Linked DNA regions of Mus musculus: region 2 is linked to region 1. A link is a contact called in public HiChIP or PLAC-seq data. All regions are on one chromosome and are shown on one strand. Each heading gives the region's core, a stretch centred on a gene start, on an enhancer-like site or on the middle of the called end of the contact. The rest is flanking DNA. Distances are from core to core; before and after follow the strand shown. Region 1 holds the start of Mpp4 (membrane protein, palmitoylated 4 (MAGUK p55 subfamily member 4)). Region 2 overlaps Als2 (alsin Rho guanine nucleotide exchange factor).

What was found. HiChIP or PLAC-seq counts read pairs in DNA pulled down with a chosen protein or histone mark.
Region 2: a contact with region 1 is called in an H3K27ac HiChIP or PLAC-seq map of the HPC-7 cell line, with 4 times the contacts expected there. The contact joins the enhancer-like site here to the promoter of Mpp4 in region 1. A contact is called at or near these places in 5 of 39 promoter capture datasets (the HPC-7 cell line, embryonic stem cells, macrophages and 1 more), 6 of 115 datasets of contacts at active chromatin or transcription factors (CD8 T cells, the HPC-7 cell line, the SCID.adh cell line and 2 more) and 3 of 9 other capture datasets (adipose tissue, liver and pancreatic islet).

The regions. Positions count from the first base shown.
Region 1 is chr1:59,159,364-59,165,056 of GRCm38.p6, forward strand. It overlaps Mpp4 (membrane protein, palmitoylated 4 (MAGUK p55 subfamily member 4)), which reads right to left and starts at 2,273. Exons shown (of 22, transcript NM_145143.3): 1 at 2,169-2,273. Als2 (alsin Rho guanine nucleotide exchange factor) reads right to left here. Exons shown (of 34, transcript NM_028717.6): 34 at 3,393-4,852. The coding sequence ends at 4,814.
Region 2 is chr1:59,193,149-59,198,841 of GRCm38.p6, forward strand. It overlaps Als2 (alsin Rho guanine nucleotide exchange factor), which reads right to left. Exons shown (of 34, transcript NM_028717.6): 11 at 3,043-3,223; 12 at 885-950. Among named protein-coding and RNA genes, the nearest start is that of Mpp4, 34 kb to the left of the region's middle. Within about 2 kb of position 2,648, at least 5 of the 459 cell types and tissues checked have an H3K27ac peak or open chromatin away from gene starts, as enhancers often do. A contact at or near this core is called in the HPC-7 cell line, where this site is marked.

The sequences.
Region 1 (5,693 bases), core at 1,023-3,522:
TCTGTGACAGTTTACTGTCCTGGCATAGTCTTCTAACCTGGAGACAATGTAACAGTGATCTGGCTATTTTTCCCCACACAGCCTTTCTGCTCCACCTTACAACCTGTCTAAATCCTAGATGACAGTCTCTCGGACATTTTGCATAGATTGAAACACATGGTAGGTAGCTCATTGTATCTTACCCTATCAATTTCAATACTCATCTATAGCAAACAATTTAAACTACTTAATTAAAAAAATAAAAATAAAAACACTGCTCTAGATTTATTTACTCTCACAAAATGAAATCCAAAATGAGTGGCCTGGTGGAATAGAAGTTTCTGCATTGCCTGTTTGACAGTGTTGAGGCAGAGACCATCCAGACTTGGGTCAGCCTCATGTGAAAGGCTCACCAGCACCCTGGCCCAGCCCTGGGGTGCACATAGCACTCATCTATCTGCTCCAAGATGGTGCATTTCCAGCTGTCATGTTTATACCTCAGCCGGCAGGATGAGGACAGGGCGAAGGAGGCAAGGGCAAAGGGAAGGTAGGGGTCTCAGGGAAAGGCTTAGAACTTGTTCTATGTGATAGATAATCACTGTCCCTGCAGAATGTGCAAGTGTCTAACTTCATGTCACTGAAGAAACAAACATAAATCAACCCCAGAATGACCTGAATGTATAACTCAACTTTTCAAGCAGTGGTGGCGCACGCCTTTAATTCCAGCACTCAGGAAGCAGAGGCAGGTGATTCTGTGAGTTTAAGACCAGACTGGTCTACAGAGCGAGTTACAGGACAGCTGGGGCTACACAGAGAAACCCTGTCTTAAAAAACACAAAAACAAACAAACAAACAAAGTTTCTTCTTACAAACACAAAATAGTTTGCAAGAAACCAATAAATTTGAAGAAACGCTACCATCATAATTGAAGAATTAACACATTGCACATTAAACCTTACCAAGTAGTCTACCAAATCAGAAAATCATTCTATCAGCGCTAATCCTGCTTGTGACTCAGGAAACCACTACAGCACAGCACTCCTGGAGTCTATTTACTCCTGCATTCAAAGTTGCTACATCCTTTCAGGGTTTTGTGTAGGCTCACATGTGTGCTTCTGTGCTATCTATCCACACTCACACGCTTAAATACACAGTATCCACATGGTAGGAGGGAGCTGTTTTCAGCTATCTTGCTTTTGGTTGGTTTCCTGTTTGTTTGGTGACAGAGTCCCATGTAGTCCATGCTGGCCTCAGACTTTCTCTCTAGTCAAGGATCACCAGATGCTCTCATCCTCCGGTCTCCACCTCCCAAGGGCTGGGGTTGTGTGACAGGCATGTGTGACCACAAATGGTTTATGTGGTGCTGGGAACTGAACCCTGGACTTCACATATGCCACACAAGCATTCTACCAGCTAAGCTATATCTTTCTTTACCTTATCCTTTTTATTACTGGTGGGGCACTATGTGGATTTAAATAATAACCTTATGTGTTTAAGTGCCTTGGTTTGAATTGCGCCAGAATGAAGGATTCTAGACAGGTGATTTATAGGGTAAAGAGGTAGGGAATAAGAAAAGGCAATTAAAAACTGTGTTATAAAGCAAGTGGTCACCATGAATACCTGGAATGTACGCAGCATTACCTTAAAATTCAGCTTTGGGTCTCTGGGGTAGCTCAGCAGGAAATGCATTCGCTGCCAAGTCTGATGACTTTGAACCCACATGGTAGGAGGGAGCTGTTTTCAGTTGTTCTCTGACCTCCACAAGCACCAGGGCTTCCACAAACGCATGCGCGCACACTTGCACACAAGCGTACACACACACACAATTAAATTGTAATTAAACATTATAATTAAAACATTTAAAGCATTTCCTTCTGCTTTAAAACAATTGCTATTCAAAGTCCTGACCTCTTACCCACTAGGCTTGTTTTCTAAAGTATTTTTCAATATGGAAATCTTGAAAAAGCCCATATGCAACCCTCCCTGAGAAATGGCCTGCTGGCTTCCTCTGCATCCAAGGCCCTCACAGAAGATGGGACAGTTTCACTTGAACTCTTTGACAACGCACTGTGCCACGCTTAAGAGATGGTACTGTAGGACAGTCAACCACTTTAACACAGACTACCCACGATTATCTGTAGCTGCTGCTGGTGCCTTCTGGAAATGCGGCATTGCGAGCAGACTCTTACCTGCAAGGATGAAAACACAGTGTTGCTCCTGGCAAGAGAGAAGCAAGCAGGAAGCACCAGGAGGCTGCTAGCTGCCAGTCACCTGATGCTCTAGAGAAAAGCTCTGTGCATCCTCTTTGGCATAATCCTGCCCTTGCAGGCTAACCCTGGACCTCTTCTAAGCCTCCGCAGCAGCCCTAGCTGTCCCTGCAAGGGAACATCTCATTTACATTATCCTCCACCACAGTGAGCTTTCTCTCACATGAGTACTACACTCCCATACAAGCCCTTAATATTTCTGTTGACTGTTTCCAGATAACAAACACCAATCGCCCCCCTTCAAATCTTTCCTACTTTTAGTTTGTTTTTTTTTTTTGAGACAGAGTCTTATGTAGCCCCGGTAGCCTCAAACTGTGTGTATAACCAAGGATAACTGAACTTCCTCCACCCTCAAGGGCTCAGACTACAAAGGTGTGCCACTACACCCACCAGAGGCTTTTACTTTTCTTAACTTCAGCTTTTCAAGGCCTAATGCAGAACACATCTGCGGGGCATAGGCAGTGGGAAAGAGTAGAGGAAAGTCGGGAAGCTCTGGGTTGGAGTCCCAGCGCAGACACAGCAAACTATAGCTATTCACCGATAGGGAAAGGGAGCCCCCAGACTGGCACTGCTGAGGGCTGCTGTGAGTTACATAGGTGCTGGTATTTCTAGTCACAGACAGTGCCTGGAGATTTAGGGTTTTCCACACACACATGAAAATTTATTGTTTTAAGCTGCAACTCAAGAACTGTGTAGAATGAGGAAAATACAGTGGTTAGGCAGCTTCTCTTAAAACTGAAATTAGAAGATTGAATTGCAACGGGTTCTCAGAGATGTGAGATGGCATGCTGCCATTTGAGAATTTCTCTGGTCCTATTGTCCAAGTTTCCATCCATTCCCACTATTAGCCCCTCCTGATCTTTCTCTGAAGGAGGTAGGTGTTCAATTACTTTGGCTTTACTAGCCAAATCTGGCATTTGTGTCTTGGCTCACAAACTAAAAATATGCGAAATGAGAAAGAGTTGGTCCCTCTCCACAGGGAGCAGCTCGGCCTGGCAGAAGACGGTAGGCGGAGAGATGCGGACAGTGCTATCCTCCTAAACCTGTTCCTCTAGCCCTTCCCTAAACAAAAACAAAGCCCACAACTGTCTTACTCACAGCAGCAGTTTTCCTTGGAGACCTTTGTCTCTGGGTTATCGGGATCAGAATTAACTTGCTCTTTGCCAGAAATTGGCTAGTAGTTAAGTGAATTAAAAACCCCAGGGGTTCCTGAGGTCTGAGGCATGGATTACAATGTGGAGAAAGAATACTGTAAACTGAGCACTCTTTAAAGTACAGTCTGCCCCATGTCATTTCTTCCACAGTCATAGAACAGCTTCGTAGAGATGAATGTCATTTATTATGAAAACTGCTGTTACATTACAGCCAACATTCCAAAACAGTATGTTAACAAATGCTTGTCTTGATTATAAAGTAGCTCGGAAATCATGATCCTTTTCAAAAGTAGTTGCCGCCTGCTGAGTCATTTCCCATGAGTCAGGCCACTGCGCTCGCCTCCGAGTACAGCAGATGAGACAGAAGAGCACCTGTGGTATCCAAACAGCTACGAGTGGCACTGCTCCAGCGCACACCCACAACCCACACTTGTGAGGCTGCTTGTAAAAGAGCAAACCGTGGTTATGCGGTGCTGTCACAATACTTCTGAGGTGGGAGAATCCCATGTGCGTCTCTCCTTCCTTCCCTTCTGAGTTCAGTGTGAGGTAGAGGGAAGACCCGCAGACTGGGCTGAGGGCCACTGTAGCTCCCTGCTTCCTCACATGTGCAGATCTTCAGTCTCCACACAAAGCTTGTGCTAAGAAGCTTACGGGCCTCCTGGGTAGGCAGTGGGCCTCGGATCAGTGAGGTTTGGAGCAGCTTGGCACGGCAGTGTTTGCACTCCAGTGTATTCCTATGTTCTTTTCAGTCAGCAGGCAGAAGATCCTATGTGGATGCATTCCACGAGGGGACCAGGATGTCATAGTCACCCCGTGGGAGCTCTCTGACCACAAATGCCTTGGTAAAGGGGCTTACAAAAGGTTAAAACTACAGTTTAAAACTTCTTCTCCCCCACCCCCACCCCTAGCAAAGTAGCATGCTGCACTTGTGCCTGGGAGAGGTCTAGGAAGGCAAGGGATGGCTGCTTCAGTTCAAGTAAAACCTGCTCCTTGCCAAAGGGTATTGGGTAACTGCAAATGGAATTAGACAAACCAGGAGCTTAAACACAGTCATCAACTTCTTTTCATCTAAGCAGCTTTCCTGGAAAGGTTTCCTGGAACTGCATGGAGCTGAGAGCTTTCACTACAGGAAAGGGTAACCAGTTTCCTTTTCTAAGTAGGTGTGTGGATCTCAGCACAGGCCAAAGACTCTACTCTATCCCTATCTCCTTTTCCAGTCTCCATTTGAATGATACAGTATGTTTTCCATGCTGGGCTCTAATTATTAGTAAGGCTCAGAAATTACAACCAAAATAGCACAAAAGTCCATTCTGTATTCAACACTGTTCTTTGCCCCATCAGCCTCCAGTCGGTGCCTGTGCCATAGCTGTAGCCTCCGCAGCAGATAATCCGGTCCTCAAGCTGTCAGGCGCCCTAGTTAAGCTTCTCCCGCTGAATCTGGAAGTAACAGGCCTGAAAATCCAAACAAATTCAGATTCAGTTTCTTTAAGACTTGGGAAAAAACAATCCCTTACTGAAGGCACATTGTCTACCTCACCAAGCTCTCTCCAGCCAATGGCTACTGTAGCCTAACAACAACAAACACTTGCCCTCTATTTCCTCTGTGTACCGGTCTTTACTGATTAACATGAGACCATTCACTGGTGACTGGGAAGTGTGAGGGTACACGGGACAATGTGAGCAGAGCTCGTCCACATTTACTACTCGAAGGCTGAGCAGCCCCACACACCACACAGCAAGTCAGAGTTTCCAAGACTGAATTTCTGAGAAGCAGTGATCCCAAAGTGCTTGTGTGCTTAGGACTCACACACCAGAGTGGTGCACAATTTCCACTCTTGACTTCTTAGGAGAAATCCCAGGGAGTGGGATCCTGAGTCAAACACACCAGCGCTTGGCCATGACAGTCTCTAGTAACTGTTCTTAGAGAGCAGCCTAACTGCTCGCTGCCCTGTTACCAGCAATGTGGGAAAGGGGCCTCACTATAAACCCACCAGCACTGGGTAGAACCGGAACACTTCTGCTGGTGTTTTAGGCACACGCTTCAGTCTGGCCTTCTATGGCTTTAAGTGAGCCTGAGCATGTCCTTATGGACATTCACTAATGTTCCCTGGGAACGAAGGCTTCCCAGCAGGACTATGAAGAATCTGTAGACATGTCACTACAGCTTGCTCTTTATTTCTCTTTCTCAGTTTATACACAGAAACATTAATGTTAAAAAGTTAACTTGGGCCAGGAACCTGATGTTCAGTCCTAAGGGTTTCACAGACCCGTCTTCCTTTGCTCTACAAACCCC
Region 2 (5,693 bases), core at 1,398-3,897, 34 kb after region 1:
GAAACAGCAACCACTCTTCGAAAATATTAAAAGGAAGCACACTTCTGACAAGATAGATTATAATTTGAAAATCATGAATAAATAACTAGACTCCAGCCAGGAAAGTACCTCGCCTGTGTTATCAGCCTCCACTCACAGAGAACAAAAGGCCGTTGCTGGGGCCTAGTGGCTAATATTTATCCGTAGGTGGATATCTACAGCCATCCCTCTAAGTCTTAGAGATCATTGAGGAAGAGAGGACAAAGAATCTAAGAGCTGGAAGGACAGTGACGTGTCATGAACAGTTTCCTCTGAGACTGAAACATTCTGTCCTGCAGGGAAGGTCCAAAAGCAGGAAGGTAAACAAGTCCAAATACTTGCAGGAAGTTCCTAAAACTAACCAGATTCCCCAAGCTCCTTCTTCCCAAGAATAAATAAGCTTAGTTGCAGGGCTGGAGAGATGGCTTAGCAGTTAAGAGCACTGACTGCTCTTCCAGAGGTCTTGAGTTCAATTCCCAGCAACCACATGGTGGCTCATAACCATCTGTAATGGGAGCACTCAAGCCTAAATTAAATGCCTTTATCACACCCTTCCCCTCAAGGCACAGGGATCTATGCAGAAGAGGAGGCAGAAAGATTTTAAGGCCAAGGTGGTAACTTCAAGGAAACACCATCTTTCAGACATAACAGGGCTGATAAACAGATGAACTCACAGACAATGTGACAGTACACACACACAGTCAGGGAGAAGCTTGAAAAGGGCAAAGAATATGATAAAAAACGTTTTTAATGAAACTCTAAAGAATTAAACAAAAACAGAAAAAATAAAAGAAAAACCTAACAAGAACTCACTCACTATACTCTATGGCTGTGAGAAGGATAACTGAAAGGAGTAGAGTACTTACATGGCAGGCTTAGCAAGAAGCTGGAATCCTCCCATAACCAGGAAATTTGAAACTGATGTGCAGTACCTTGGGTGGAAAAAAAACAGACACATAGGCATTAGTGATGGAATGAAATTTCATGTGCATATGCAGTCACTTCTGAAATCTTCTTCATGACTGTGAGAACTTTGTGACCTCAATGTTAATGAAGAAGACAACAGGTAGATTCAACAGGGGAGTGATCAATGCAAGGTCAGTAGGGACAGTAACATAAAGAGATTTCTTCAAAAGCACTGTGCCATTCAGACCTGCCTGGCAGGTAGGACTTCCAAACTAAACAAGCTGGAGAAAACATGCTTGAAACTGTAGGATTTTAAATGGAAATTTAATCTTCATTTCAAGTTCTCCAATTAAATCGTCAGAAAATGAATGGTGAAGGCTGTGAAAACACTTAGGGGTGTAGGGGGCTGAGAGCAGAACACGCTGATTAATACAACCAATGCTCTAGAGCAAATGGAGGGAGGAGGCAAGCTCCTCTGAACAGGAAGGCTCTCTTCATACTCTTGGACTAGCACGCAACTGATACTGACGGGGACAGAGAGTCTTCCAAAACAGGAGCCACTGTGGTAAAGTCCTTTAAGATGTAAGTTAGTTTTATTTATCTTACCTATAGGAATAGTTATTCCACTTTAAACAGTAGCCAAGGTATCAAAAACTGCTTTTTAAAGCAAAAGGCCGTAAGTAATAGAAAGAAAAGGAAATGGAGGGATGGTGGTAAGTACAAGACAAAAACAGAAAACTGCACAATGAAGCTGAAACTTCACGCAGATAACAAAGTCTAATTGTAAAAATAAACTAGTGTCAAGTTCTATCTTTTTTTTTTTAAGTTTAATGAGTTAGAAGACTAAAGTAAAGATATTTCTTCCTAGACAACAGCTTCCAGTAAATTTAATTTGCCTGGGGCTGAAGTCACTTACACTAAGTTTGAAAGGAAAATCCTAAGGTAACTGCAGGAGGTTATTTCAATTGGTAGGGAGGAAAGGGCAACTTTAAATATCCTTTTGATTAGCACTGCCTGTAGCTTTCGATAATAAACACGCATTCATTAGTCCTTGGGATATTTATAGCCCAAGGAAACCACGGGCATGACAGGAACTCCCCACAACAGGTGTTTCTCACTGACCCCACGCTGTAACTCTGTGCAGTGCCTGGCACTTGCTGACACTGGGTCCGTTTCTGTCAGATGGATGGAGAATAAATGAACTACGTATAAAAACAACACATACTTCAAACTAACAGTGTCACCTGGTCTACATTAAAATAACACTTAAATTAATGCCTCCATCATACCAAAATAAAAATCAAGAAAAAACGAGAAATAGTTTACAAATATACTTGGTACATTTTTCTTACAAACATGCAAAGAACCTTGCGTAGTCAACCAGCCTTGGAGTCACACAGAAGGCACGGTTATGTTAAACGTAGCTGCAGTGTCCCATCACACAGCAGTTAAAAGCAGGCTCAGAACAGCTTCACACTCACAGCTGTAAATGAGTTTGTTCTTTATTTCCTCATATTTTGGTATAATTTCCTTAAGTAAACAAAACAAGCAGACTTATGACAGAATACTGTGTGTAAATAAAGTATGCTATCACCTGCTGCTGGACATAGAAAGTGTTGGTATCAGGACCTCCAAGACCTGTGATATCACATAGGTGGGACCTGAACACCTGTTGCCAAGGCAACAGCCACCATACTCCCAGAATCCACTTGGCTCATTTCCCACCTTCACCTGTGATTACATCATCACTCATATATAAAGAAAGGCTCCCCTGATCTCTCTCTCCCCTCTCCCTCCCTTCCCCCCCTTCTCTTTCTGCCGCCACCTTACTCCTCTCTCTCCCAATAAACCTCACGTGGAACTATCTGGCCTGGCGTGGTCCTTCTGAAGCCATGCGACATTCCAGATCATAACAGAAGGGAATACGAGAACTCGTTGTTACCCCTTTCCCCTTAAGGAAGAAGACTGAATTTGAGCACTGCAAAACTATGGCTGGCTAAGGTAGCACTGCTTCTCAGTTCTCCTGCCTGGCAGCACTGTCCCTGTCCACTCTCCTCTGACTGAGGAGAGACTCCCCTTGCAGATTGTGACTGCACATGACATGGGACAGATACTTGCTCTGTGTAGCTGTCCAGGAAAAGACTTGAGTGCTTCATGATGACCAGGCTGCTGGCTTCCTTCATGCCCTGTAGGTAGCTGCTTAGTGAGGCTCCATGCTGCCCAATGAGGTAACACAACTTGCTGAACCGGCTGGCAACTTCCTGCAACAGCTGGACAGTGGTCACTGTGCCCAAATTTTCTACAACAAAATGATAACATGAAAACCAAATGCTTTCTTACGAGTTTGCTCTTTCTGAGAATACTTACTCTGTTGAAACAAGTTCTAATCTATGGAACGCAAACCACTTCCAAAAACATTACAAAAATCAACTTCGGTAATCCCTGAGATGGCTCAGTAGTTAAAAGTGCAAATAGGAAGACCTGACCTACAACCTCAAGTGGAAATGGATGTTGGGAGGCAGGAGGATCCCAGAGCTTGCTACCACCAGTCTAGCTAAAAACTAGTGAGCTCCAGGTTCAGTATGAGACCCTGAACCAAAGGAGTAAGACAGAGAGTGACAGAAGAACCCAGTGTTCTCCTCTGGGCTCACATGTGCACATAAGCCATACTTATGACCTTATCTATAGGAACTGTCAGATGACTGATTTGGTATTAGCATCTCAGGATGGATGTTTCTTTTAAGTTTCCCAGGTGTTTTTTTTTTTTTTTTTTTGAAAAATAATAACAGCTAAATTGGGAATCCAATGAAACTAATACCTGTTAAAATTTGAAAATAGGTAATGTAAAACAAAAGGAGAGAAATGAATAATTTAATTTCACACAGTGGTAACAGGGTAGCAACCAAGAATTAAATTCACTCTTACAAATAGATATTTTTCTTTTTTAAGATGACTTTGAACTTTCATATCCTCTGATTCTCCCTCCTACAAGCTAGGTTACAAGAATATACTACCATGCCCTGACTTATGCAGGGCTGGGAACTGACTCAGGGCCTTGAGCATGCCAGCTCTAGCAACTAAGCTTGTTTGGGCTCTGCTCTTATTTAGCATCTTAAACTTTTTGCATTGGCTGCTGATGCACTTGACCCAGGGAGAAGCCCAATTCTTCAGCACACAGGTAACTTACACTTCAGGTGGCCTAGGTCACTCTAAATTTTAGGGCACAGCTAATTATCTGACTTTCCTAGGCTGCAGTTCCTCATTTCTAGCAATGAGGCTGAAGAAGAAAATAACAAAGACCAACAGAGAAATCAAGACCTGGTCAGTCAGTAGACTCCCCTTTCTTCAAAACAACCCAGGAAGTCCCTGTTGCTTCTTTCTCTTGCCCAAATCCCATAATTCCTGAGAGCCCACACAACAGGGGCTCTATAACCCTTACAAAGCAAAACAGATTACAGACAAAAAATAAAAATCCTCAAGTTACATAGGGACTGTATTCGCAAATACAGTTACATTAGTCAGAAGTGGTGGTCCAAGCCTATAGCTGCAGTATTCAGGAGGCATGAGGAATGCAAGTTCAATCATCCTTGGAGACTTGAAGGCTAATGAGGATACGTAAGACCCTAATTCAAAAACTAAAGAGCAAACAAAATCCAAATAAACAAAAGCAAATTGCTGAGTTAGCTGGTACAGTAGGTATTTTTCCACTAGAAACAATGAGCTCAGCACACAAGCCTGCATTTCCTTACAAGGGTGAAACTAACGTGCTGGACCATTAGCTTAAATCCTGAGCCCTAACACTGGCTATGGGGTAAGAGAAAGAGAGAAAGCCCCATCTCTGTTGTCCATGTACAGGGCCAAACCTAGAAAACCTGGCAGGACAGGGAAAGGTTGTTTTGCTTGCTGAGAGGGCTGTTTGTTTTTGAGATAAGGGCTGATCATTTAGCCCAGCTCCCAGCCCTCACTATGTATGCCTTACTAATGTCCTAGAGACCCCAAATACCCTGGACACAAGGATGGGGCAGCCCAGGAACTGTGGGAACTACTTCCTCTGCCATACTGCATCACTTCTAACTCCTCTCTGTGACCGAATAAACATCTAGTTAATTGACTCACATATATGAATGATAGGATTCTAGGAACTGTAAGAAAAAAATGAGGGGGAAAAAGTCTGTGGAAGCTATAAGGTGTGTAAGGACTAGCTAGGATGCAGAAGTATTGCTCAAGTCTAGTTTCTAGGCACAACTTTCCCTAAGAAGATACTTCTCTCTTCAGCCACATCTTCCTAAAGCTCTAGTCTCTATGGGTACAGGAAGAAGGAGCTCAGGGGAATATGAAGACAGAGTTGGGGCATCCAGGCAAACAGCTGTGAATTGCTTGGAGCATAGGGGTGTGGGGTAGAGGAATAAACCATTAACACAAACAGCTTTCTTAAAGCAAGCAAGGCACTGTGGTGCATCCTTATAGTCCCAGGTAGTAGTGAGACTGACTGTCTGAGGTCAGCCCGGGCCTTAAACAAACAAACAAACATAGAACCAACCATAAAAAAGGCAGGCATGGGCTGGTGAGATGGCTCACTGACTGCTCTTCTGAAGGTCCTGAGTTCAAATCCCAGCAACCACATGGTGGCTCACAACCATCTGTAATGAGATCTGATACCCTCTCAGCTACAGTGTATTTACATATAACAATAAATAAATCTTTTTAAAAAAAAAAAAAAAAGGCAGGCATGGCAGCTTCCACCTGCAGCCTCAGCAACTGGATGGTGG